2 separate regions of the Rattus norvegicus genome follow, and region 1 is linked to region 2. Evidence: chromatin contacts called from public Hi-C data. All regions are on one chromosome and are shown on one strand. The core of a region is the stretch at or near the end of the contact, and the rest is flanking DNA. Distances in the headings are between cores, read along the strand shown.

Region 1 (5,861 bases), core at 2,216-4,715, 140 kb before region 2:
TCAAAAATAGGACAAGTCTTCTTGCTTCAGTGGCATTTTTACTGACAGGTATTTCCCTGGCCCCTCACCTTGTTGTTTTTGAAATATTTAGTTATTATTGTTAGGAAGGTTGCACAGATATGATAGTCAGAGGACAATGTTCAGGAGTTAGCTGTCTCCTTCCACAGTGGATTCCTGGGATCTAACTTAGTCTTAAAGAATTTGCATGGTAAATGTCTTTACCCACTGAAGCCACCTTCACTTGTAAAACATGCATTTCAAAACAGAGATGTAACCCTAGCTGAGGCAAAAGCAAGAAAATCACTGAGTTCTAGGCAGGCTGAGCTCCAGAGCGGGTTCAGATAAATGAGTGGCCCATTTCACCAGTCCACAACTCAAAGCAGCCATGCGTGCACATACAATTAAACACATTAGCAAATGATCAGAATCGGAGTTCAATAAATATAAACCCTTATTACAAGAGGGATGCTATTGTTTAAAAAAGCAAGTACTATCTTTTTAAAAGAAGAATCAAAAGATATAAGTCCATACACTTTTAGTTGGGGAAAAAAACCACTAGATTACTGAAGGTCATGAACACAACCTCTGAATTCTGAGTAAATTTCCCCCTACAGCTACCCTGGATAGCCTTTCAGGATATTGGCTGCACTGTCAAGATGGCTGTGCTTTGCCAGGAATCTAATTAATACCGATCTCAAGTCTTAAAAAAAAGAAGAAAAAAAAACTTCTTTATGCGAACTATTAAGGCCTGAATTTAAAAGTATTAACATTTTTCAAAGCTATATTTCTGTTTTTTTCACACGTGTATAGATATATGGGTATGCACCTGTGTCTGGGTGCCTAGGGGCCAGAGGTGTCAGTACTTGGAGCTCCAGATACATGTTGACATGGGTGCTAAAAACTGAACTCAGGTTCTCTTAGATACTAGTAAGTAAAAATAAACATATAGTACTGATGGATGGAAATGTAAAAATAGAAAAAACAAAAACAAAAGCAAACAAATATAACTAGGTTCTTGAATTTTTAAAGCCTAGGACTTGTGACTCCAGCACACAATCTAGAATACACATTCTATAAGAGTACGAATTATGCCCAGCAGTGGCGGCACATGCCTTTAATCCCAGCGTTTGGGGGGCAGACAGATCTCTTGAATTTGAGTCCAGCCTGGTCTAGAGGGTGAGCTCCAGGACACCCAGGGCTACAGTTAAACTCTTGTTTCTAAAAACAAAACAAGAAAAACAAAAAAGATATGAATTAGGTCATCTGTATTTCCCAGACTGTGCTTCAAATGGTAGAATTAACTGAGGTTAGGCAAACTTTCCTCAAAGGCTAAGCATTCTCTACTACCGTTTTCAATGTGCTACATCTGTAAGACACCCAAGTTCTTATCTTTTGGCCTCCACCTCAATTCTGTTACTACTGCTGTTGTCACTTTTTTAGCTGAAAAGTGAATATTTAACCTCTTCATTATGTACGGCACAGGGCATGGTTTTCAGCCTCTACTGAACAAAGGACAAATCCAGAATTTAGCTTCAGAAATTACATATAAACGATGGGGTTAGAGACGGCTCAATACAGACTGCAGACTGCTCGTGCAAAAGGACCTAAGTTGGGTTCCCAGAACCCATGTCGGGTGGCTCATAACCACCTGTTAACTCCACCTACAGGGGATCTAACATCCTATTCTGGCCTTACACACGCACGCACACTTTAATATAAATCTTTTTTAAAAGTGGTTTATACATACTCATTCAGACATCAATACATAAATTAAGGATTCAGTGTTTACTTTTCATAAAAAGTTCTCTAAATAAGATCAGCTAACACCAACCCACCTAATAAGGTTACCTGTGCAATAAATCCACAATGGCCAAAGTAACACAGGTTGGGAGGTCATGCTACACATAGGTTTCATAAGGTTCAACCTACTTAGCATCTAAAAAGATCTTTAAGGACTAACAATTACATAAAACTAAAAGAGAACACAAAATTTTAAGTTACCTTTGTGCAGCTAAGCTTATATAACAAAACCTTCTGTAGGTTAAAAAAAAATCAAGAAATCAAAGTATTTTACTTAAATTAAAAAGAAAAATTCTGACTAGAGGAAAAAAAATCAGCCCTGGGGTATAACCTAGTGGTGAAGCAATACTTATGTGCCTTAAATAAACTCCGACACACACAATCATCTTCAAATATCATCTCTGCCAAAGACCAGTTTTAAGATTAAGAAGTAAATTCAATCCTTTCTCTAGAAATACAGTCTCAGCTTTATAAGGAGCTGGAACGGCAAACTGAGTTTAAAGTCCTGAGGTACCAAAAATGGTAGCAAATTTTAGCTATCTACCCATGGGTGCACAGCTTAGCTCTGTTAAGGCACAGTAGCTGAACACCAAGGGAACTCTAGGAAAGGTTGGCGCCCTCCAGAATCTCAGTCTCTGAGTACGCTGCCCCTCCCCCACCGGCCACTGGCGGGGAAGCATGGGCCCAGCACCAGCCGCACCCCACCGCAGACACTCCAGAGAGGACGCTGAGTTTCTCGTCCCAATAATTACAACTAAGAGGAGCAGCTGACCACGCTTCTACTCTCCATAGCTTTTAAGGCGCCATTCACGATGCGTGAAGCAAAGTAGAGACTACAGCTCCGGGCCACGATGCCCCAAGCAGAATGGATGGAGAAGCCACAGCAGAAAGTCGGGACACCTCCACCGCTCCCAGTCTACAAGCGGCCTTCCCACCTACAGGGACGCAGGGCGGGGCAGACACGGAACCCTGACCCCTGCCAGACGCTACAGCGGGCTTTCCCCAGCTATGCTTCACAGCTAAGGAGGCGGAAATCCCGGCGGGGGCGGGGCGGGAGGGGCGTGGCATCACAGCCCCGGACGCGCCTTCCGGCCAACCGGATCCCGCTAAGGCGGGGGAACACAGGCTTCACGCCCCCTCGCCGCCGCGCCCTAAAAGCCACACGCCGGGACCCTCTTCTCGTCCCGCACACCCCGCGGACCCAAAGCAGTACAACCCGTGTCCCCGCCCACAAGGGGAGAAGGGGCGGGGCCACGGCCGCGGGCCTTTAGTCCCAGCCCGCCCCGCCCCTTTCTCCACCACCGCACGCGCGCCGGCCCCGCCTCTGATCGGCGGGACTAGGGCCCGCCCCTCCGTGCGCACCGGGACTACGCTCTCCTCCCCCTCCCGCACTGAGTGCGGCTCCGCTCCGCCCCCCACAGCCACGCACGGGAAGCCGAGGTCAGCCCCCCCGAAAAACACACGCCCTCCAGTCCCGGGTTACCCGCCACCCAGCTGCTGGGCAGACCGCGACGCGGCGTGCTCTCACCGCAAAAGCTCCAGCCACTCAGCCTGCGCGTCGCTCCCGGCGTGAGCCTCGCACCCAGCACGGAGGCCCCGGAACGGCGCGGGCACAGGCCCGCAAGAGCGGACTGGCAACCTCCTTTGCGCCTACGAAGCGGTCACAGGCCTGGGTGTCCAGACTGGGAAGGAGGGAGGGAGGGAGGGAAACTCTAAGGGGGGAAGGGGAGGGGGGAAGATGGAGAAACCGTCTCTGCCGCCTCTACCGCCGCGGCCGCTTCTCTGTTACCCGGGAAATCCCGCCCACTCTCCCGGCCCGCCCCGCCGAGGGAAGGCTTAACCTCGCTCCGCCACGGGATATATTACCCATCCGTCAATGGTTTAGCCAATCACCGTGCCGCAAAGGCCTATTCCCGCCCTCTTCCCTCGCTGGGAGGGGAGAGCAAGCCGCTCACCTTCTCCACGCCCCTATTGGCGGGGAGAGTCCCTAACTCAACCCCGCCTATTGGAGACTGATTGCCGAATCCCTCCTCCAGGCTCCAATACTATTGGAGGAAGAAGGGTACCTCGTCACATCTCATTGGAGAGTCTCACATATCCCTCCCCATACCGCCCCAGCCACAGGCCTAACAAATCGGCTCCCGCCTCCGCCGGTTCCCGCATTGGAAGACTACCTTTGCTTCTCTCATAGCCCTAGGAAGGTAAGTAACCAATGTGGGGTAAAAATGTCCTTAAGTGAGGCCGACTCCACCCACTACACTGCTGGGCCAGGCTCCGCCCCCAAAGATCTGATTGGACTATCTTGGCGCCGGTAGGAGCCGCCATTGGACACGGCGCCGGTCCAGGAAGGAGACCATTCCGCCCTGCGCGAGGATGCTGAACCTTAGCAGTCCTTTTGTGGAATGTTTACACTGGAGACTGAAGCTCAGCGTTCCAAGGCCGGGACCGGAGATGGCGCGCAGCGCAGCGGTCGAAACCGGAGGCTTTGAGATTTGAAAAGGAAAAGGCAGTAGTATTACCACCATTGGAGGATTAACCAAAACAATGACAGAAAGCCTCGTCCTTCCTACCCACTTATTTTTACACTTTCACGGTCTTCTAAACACAGCCATCTGGAGCACTCAGCAGCTACTTTCAGCAAGCCGACTCCAAAATTAATGTCTGGAGCTCTAATCTGATACAAAAAACCCAGATATTACTAGCCAGTCGCCAGAGCCGGCTGCATACTGTGACACTGGGACAACCAGAATCCGCAGCCCTCAGGGGGCGGAGATAACCCAGCGGAGGCCTTTAAATGTCACCGCCTGGGCAAGCCTCCGGAAGGCGGAGCATGAGAGAAAAAAAAATGTATTCCAGGTCGGCCGGGTAGATCCAGGGACATTTTAAACTGGAGGAAGGGATGCAGAAAAGCTCACACAGACCACTGTATAAATAAACCTTGAGTGTGCATTCACATTCAGATAACGAGTAAAAATTCCAGATTGTGTGAAGGATATGGTCTTAAAAACGACTGTTCAAAGGGAAGAGCCTGTAATCGCAACTATCCTCGATAGGGCAGGAATAGTGTCTCCTAGGCCAGCCCCTTCAAAAAAAAAATGTGAGGGGTATCCATGGCCTCCTTGGCAGAATGAGTTAATGGCGGTCTCTAAGCCTTCTTGGTAGGTAACAATGCCTAAACATATAAAGTGCTTTGAGATACCTAATTCCTTTCATTTATTCACTAATAAGGCGTAGGACCGATGCCGACCTTGCTTTGGGGAGCCTTTTGCTGCGCCGTGTGAGGTTAGGCGGGGTTAGTCTTCCCGCGCTCTAGAGCAAAGGGAAAAAAATCCTCCCTAGAGTCGAATGTCCCCAAGAGATACAACACCGGGAACCGTTTCGTAAATCCAGTGCTGCTCTCCTGTAATCCTACGGAGACAGCCATAAACAAGTGTTGGCAACAGGTGGGTCTCAGTCCTAGGATGGCTTCACGCCGTGAGGCCATAGTAAAGAGTTGTGAACTCCAAGAGTGGCCGACAGGTGGGAGCAGCCACACCGGTCAGCCACACCGGTAACAAGCCAAGCCCTGTTCCAGGACAGGGCTTTAAAAATAAGAAAAAACAAAACAAACAAAAAAAAAAACAGCTAAATCGTCCCAGGCTGAAGTAGCACTCCAAAACTGACAGATGCCTATCCTTAACTGAACTGCCTTACCCACCAGACGGGGTACCTACCACATAATGTACAGCACTCCCACCATGGTATCAACGAATACCCCCGAATCCTTGCTAGAAACAGGCCTCCCGGACTTCCCTTGACTGCAGAGACCGAGGTTTCGTAGATCTTGCCTAAGGTTCCATCTCTAGGTTGTCATAATCTTAGATTCCGCCGACTAAGGATCACGATTGCCTTGCACAAGGAATTAAGGATGCGGCCAACATCCAAGCTTTCTCAAACTTAAATTTAAGGAAGTCAAGGGGCATAGAGAAAGGCAGCAAAAGTTGACCGGGAGGAGGTTAGAACTCATTCCCTCCCCTCCGTGCAGCAGCCCGGGAGCTACACTTTCTGGAGCAACAGCGCAA
Region 2 (5,970 bases), core at 693-3,192:
GTGCGCTCCAAGTCAGTCAGGAATACATTAGAGAGACCCTGTTCTAAAACCACAACAAAAAACATGGTGATTCACACCTATAATCTCATAACCTCAGCTACTCCACAGGGTGAGGAAGGAGGCTGACAGGTTAAGGCCTGGCTGGGTTACAGAGTAAGCTCACAACCAGCCTGCTAACCTGGTCAGACCTTACTTACTGACTTACTTACTTGCTTTGTCAGGAAGAAAAAGAAAACAGGCTGGAACCAAGCTCACCAATACCTAAAATCCCAGCACTGGGGGGGATCATGGAGGGATGGCAGGAAAGGAGGATCAGCAATTCAAGACCAGTCTCAGATACATAGGGAATTCTAGACATGTGCAGGTCTATTGAGACCCTGCCTCAAAAAAACCAAACAGGCTGGAGAGATGGCTCAGGAGTTAGGAGCACTTGCCACTCCTACAGAGGAAACTAGGTTCAATTCCTAGCACCAATACAGTGGTTCACAACAAATCTGATACCCTCTCCTGGTCTCTGTGAGCACCAGGCAAGCACATGGTACACATACATATAGTTAGGCACATAAATAATAAACTTAATCTTTTTAAAAGGGGGTAGCTGGAATTATAGCTCAATAAAGGAGTTGTCTCCTTTGCATATGTGATGCCCCTAGGTCCAACTCCCGGTTCTGCATCAACGTAGCTGTGCAGTTGGCTTTGTAGCTCAGTGACAGTGCTTGGTTTTGATTGGTTTGGGGGTGGAGCAAGGTTAGTAAACATGAATTCACCATCTTAACCTCAAATATACAGTTCTGCAGTGGAAAGTATTTTTACATTGTTATCAACTGTTTCCACCCTGCAAGACTGGGCAGGACAGGATAGGATCTAGGGTGGAAGGGTACTGGAGAGATGATTCAGCCATTAGATTAAGAGTACTGGTTGCTCTTCCAGAGGACCTGCGTTCCACACGGTGATTCATGACCACCTGGAAACCAGTTCCAGGGAACTGGAGCCCTCTTCTGACTTTCCTCCCAGCACTGCACCCAAATGGTGCTGATACACTAAGGCAAAACACACATACACATATGCATACATGACCCATGAAAATAAATAGGAAAAATAAAGGATGGTGCTATACCTCAGTTGGTAAAGTACTTGCCAAGTATGCACCATATTTGCACCAAGCCTTGGGTCATACATAACCCAGGAGAAAAAAGAAAGCTGCATTCCTATATTCTTAAGACATTAAACATATTTTTCTTCTGTTTTGTTTTTTTCGGGACAGGTTTTCTATGTAACACACCTGGCTGTAATGGAACTCGCCTTGTAGACCAGGCTGGCCTCGAACTCATAGAGCTCTGCCTGCCTACTGAGCGTTGAGATTAAAGGCGTGCGCCACCGCGCCCAGCTAAGAGTGCTTTCTTAGAAAATTTGTTAAAAGTGCCATTATCAGTGTGAATTTAAGGTGTGCATTACAGTCTTTGTAATATAACGGGGAGTATTCGGTAGATAATTACTGCGCTTCCCCCTCAGTATGCCATTGAAACGGTCCCTAACGGTACCCTAGGTGGCATACACCTGCAAAGCAGCAAGGCAGGAGGCCGAGGAAAGAAGCAAACGAACTCTTAAGTGTCAGGCCCACCAAGCCTCTTCTCCAGCGCTACAGATGCTCCCACCACGCGTCCGTGAACTCTGCCGTCCTCCCCTCTGCTGTCTCTCTGGCAATGGAGTTGTCTGTTTCTCGGTTATAGAATTCGCCTTGCTACACATTAATGTTCCTCATGAGTTAGGGCCAGTCTGTCTGGAATACGACGACAGAAAGATGGCCAAATCCGAGACCCGCAAGACTGGCCGGCCTCCACAGGTAACAGCGGTGAAGCCAGAATCCGTCGGAAGAAGTTACAGCTTGCGCTGAGAGAGAACTCCAAAGTAGACAAGGCCAGACTTACCACACCAAGGTGCCACTCGCGCACGCCGCTGGTGCCTACGCCGATTGACCAATTAGGTGCCCTAGCGGAGCTAGGCACGCCCCCTCAGACTTGTCACGCAAACTTCCGGCTCCGCCTGCCGCGGTGCATCGCGGGAGTTGAGTCGCGGCAGGCCATTACTTCCGCCCTGAGCTAAGGGACGCTTCTCGCCAGGAAGGGGCTTTCAGATTTGGTTTAGGGTTTGTTCGAGATTCTAGTGATATTGTCAGTGGCGCGGAAGCTTCAGTACTGATCGCAAACTTGCCCCGTGTCCTTTCACCGACAAAACTGTGACTTCATGGCCGCCACCTTCCCAGGTCTGCCCAAGTTGCAGAGTTGCGGCGACAGCCCCTTTGTCTTGCTTCTGTGGTTTTCTCAATGACTTTCAAGTTTCGAACTAATAAACTTTTTTTCCCCATTATCCCTTCTAACACGACGCGAAAGGGCCCTGATTCGATTCCTGAGAGGTAGCGTTCAGCACTTGAGTCCGATGTGAAAGTGACTAAATGAGTGGACCAGACCAAACCCATAAACCGTGTCTGCAGGGTAAGACTGCTAGGATGTAAAATGAAAACAGGCTTGCTACTTACCCAGTGCTTATAATGAGAGCCAGATGCGTTGCTTCTAACGCCTCAATGAACCCGGGTGTGGGTAGGGATGTAGCTCAGCAGAGTGGGTAGGTGGGAGGTGAAAACAAGACTTGTGATAGTGCTAGCGCATGCCTTTTAATACCAGCACTCAAGAGACAGATAGGCAGATCTCTATGTTAGAGGACACAGAGTCTTCAGAGTTCCTGGAAAGTAAGGAGTCCTGTGGGTGGCCGGGAGGGAGTAATTTGGAGAGGGTGGTGGTGGTGGTATCTGGCGCAAGCCATTAATCCTAGCACTCAGGAAACAGAGGCAGGCATATATCTGTGAGTTCCTGCCTCAAAAAGAAATGACAAAATATACATGTATAAAAATAGCAGGATGGACTGGAGAGGTGGCCCATCGGTTAACAGCACTAACTTCTTTCAGAGGTCCTGAGTTCAATTCCCAGCAACCACATGGTGGCTCACAACAATCTGTAATGGGATGCGGTGCCCTCTTCTGTTGTTTCTGTAGAGAGTGATCCTCCTGAGTTCAGCCCAGACTGCCTAGAATACGACGACAGAAATATGGCCAAATCCGAGACCCCACCCCACCCCCCAAGACTGGCCGGCCTCCCCAGGTAACAACTGGGAAGCTAGAGTCCTGGGTCTGTCGGAAGAGGTTACAGCTTGTACTGAGAGAGAACTCCAAAGTAGACAGGACCAGACTTACTGCACCAAGGAGCCACTATCCCGCAGCTAGTGCCTTCAAGGACTGACCAATTTCTGAATGACCATGTCATTCAGAAAATCACATTAGCAAGATAAAGGGTCTGAGCAGACCCAGGGAGGTGGCCACCATGAAGTCACAGTTTTGTCCTCAAAAGACCGGGAGCAAGTTTGATTATCAGTATTGAAGCCTCCACACCACTGCCAATCTCAATAGAATACAGAACAAATAAAATAAATAAATCTTTAAAAATAATAATAAGATAACAGGAACAGGTTGTGGTGGCCCTTGACTGTAATAATAGGCACTTGAGAGGTAGAGGCAGAAGAATTAGGATTTCAAGTAACGTCTTGGCTCTGTGACACGTTTGAAGCCAACCTGGGCCACATGAGATCCTGTCTCATAAACTAACACAGAGGGGATGAAGAGATGGCTCAGCAGTTAAGCACATTGGCTGTTCTTCCTGAATTCAATTTTTTCAGCTCCGAAAAAAAGAAAAGGGGAAAAAAAAAAAAAGAAAAAAAGAAAAATCCCAACTCAGGAACCTAAACTGTAGGATTTAGAGTTGGAACAGTGGTTCATAACCAAAGGGGGGAAAATGCCAGCTAGCATGTTGGCACCATGTCTCTAATTCCAGCACTTGGGAAGTAGAGGCAAGCAGACCTCTATGAGTTTAAGAGAAGCCTGCTAAGTTCCAAGACAATTAGAGCAACATAGTGAGACCATGTCTCAAAAAGCAAAAAAAGAAAAGAAAATGCCACCAGGCCAGACTGAGTGAGTGCTGAAACAGAGCAAACTGCAGACCTGCAGAAACTTCGGAAACCAAAATGCAGCAGACATCTGAGTTCCCAAGGCAGAGCCACCAGAGGGGCAGATAGAAGTCCTGGCAAGTGAAGAGACAAATATATTTTGGGCTACTGGGAATTGGAATTTCTTCAGGAATCACATGTTGGGAGAAGGAAAAACCTGAAGCCTGGTGCCAGCAGAGGAAGAAACATTTTCCTGGATAGAGATTTGACACTGCTCCAACATCTTATTAGAGACCACCTTACCCAAGATTCCTTTGGTTTAATTTTCACCTTTATTTAAGTTCTAACCTCATGTCAAGACCCTGAGGATATGAAGGCAGGTCACTGGCCACTCCTGCCTCAGTCTCTTGAATAACTGGAATGTGAGTCTATAACATCTCTTACTGATGTGTTCAGTGGAATGCACCATGCCTGGCTTCATCTTCCTTCTTTTTGGGAGTTTGAAGGGTAGGGATAGTTTCAAAAGTCTTGTGCAGCCTAGGCTGGTCAGGAACGATACAAGTAGTGGATGACCTTTGATCCTTCATCTGTTCTGAAGTTCTGAGATTACAGTGTATACAGCACGTCCCATTTTTCTTCCTCCTTTTCAACAGTCAGCTGACATCAGGTTAAATGTATTCAGTCAGCAAGAGAGGCCAGTTAATATTAAATTTATAATTCTATTTTCATTGTATTTATTTTTCATTTCAGGGTACTGGGGACTAAACCCTAAGACTCACATTCTAAGTGCTTTTCACTGGCTAACTGAGCCATCCATTAATCTAAAGGAAGCCTTAGCCCTTTATAGCCAGTCCTTTGTGGGTCTCATGAAGTTGCCTAGACTAGCACAGACTTACACTTAAATCTAGGAAGGTTTGGGTTGGGGATTTAGCTCAGTGGTCCTCCAGAAAAAAAAAAAATCTAGGAAGGTTTAATCTTATAATTCCCAGCTTTATCATCCAAGAAGCTTGGATTACAGATCTACACAAGACCCAATTTCTAGATATTGTTCTTGTTTATAAAGATTTATTTTTAGGGGGCTGGAGAGATGGCTCAGCAGTTAAGAGTACTGACTGCTCTTCCAGAGGTCCTGAGTTCAAATCCCAGCAACCACATGGTGGCTCACAACCATCTGTAATGAGATCTGATGCCCTCTTCTGGTGTGTCTGATGACAGCTACAGTGTACTGATATAAATAATAAATAAATCTTTTTTAAAAAATAGAGGAAAAAAAGATTTATTTTTAGTCTGTGTGCATGATTTGCCTAAATATATGTGTATGTACCACAAGTATATATACCTGCTACCCAAAGAAGGCAGAAGAGAGCATTTCAGAGGGTATATAAATGCTAGAGCCCTGATTGGTTGTTGGGTTGTTGCTGGTTAAGTAGTCATGTGCAAAGACAAAAGGAGAAATATATCCTCATGGTAAAGATCAAACTTGCCCAATCTCATGGAGTCATTTTCCTAATTGAGGATCCCTGAACTCTAGTGACTCTATTGAAAAAGAAGTGTATGAAATGTGTGCGGAGCTGGAGATAGCCTGGCAGGTAAGAAGACTTAAGGAGACTGGGCCCCATCACTCGCACCAGACATCTCATTAACACATAATTCCAGCTCCAAGGGACCCGACAGCTAGCCAGCACAGCAGGTAAGAGCATATCTGGTCTTCCAGAGAACCTGAGTTCAATTCCCAGCACCCATATTAGGAAGTTTGACACTTCCTGTAACTCCAGCAAGCTCCAAAGGCATCCAATGACAGGGTTTTTCTGTGCAGCCTTGCTGTCCTGAAACTTGTTCTACAGATCAGACTGGCCTCGAACTCAAGAGATTAGCCTCCCTCTGCCTCCCAAATGCTGGGATTAAAGGTGTGTTCACCACTGCCAAGGAGTAAATCTAAACAAAACAAAACAAAAATCTTTTGAGCTGAATGTGGTA

Evidence for each region. Hi-C and Micro-C count contacts between places; a contact is called where the count stands out from the background.
Region 1: a contact with region 2 is called in a Hi-C map of kidney, with 3 times the contacts expected there. The contact joins the promoter of Sin3a here to the promoter of Snupn in region 2. A contact is called at or near these places in 8 of 12 Hi-C or Micro-C datasets (the Rat2 cell line, frontal cortex, hepatocytes and 5 more) and 1 of 1 datasets of contacts at active chromatin or transcription factors (oligodendrocytes).

The regions. Positions count from the first base shown.
Region 1 is chr8:66,379,387-66,385,247 of GRCr8, reverse strand. It overlaps Sin3a (SIN3 transcription regulator family member A), which reads right to left and starts at 3,465. Exons shown (of 21, transcript NM_001395640.1): 1 at 3,329-3,465. It overlaps LOC120094171 (a long non-coding RNA gene), which reads left to right and starts at 2,982. Exons shown (of 3, transcript XR_005488213.2): 1 at 2,982-3,240; 2 at 3,837-4,001; 3 at 4,116-4,774.
Region 2 is chr8:66,240,099-66,246,068 of GRCr8, reverse strand. Snupn (snurportin 1) reads right to left here and starts at 1,942. Exons shown (of 9, transcript NM_001004270.1): 1 at 1,929-1,942.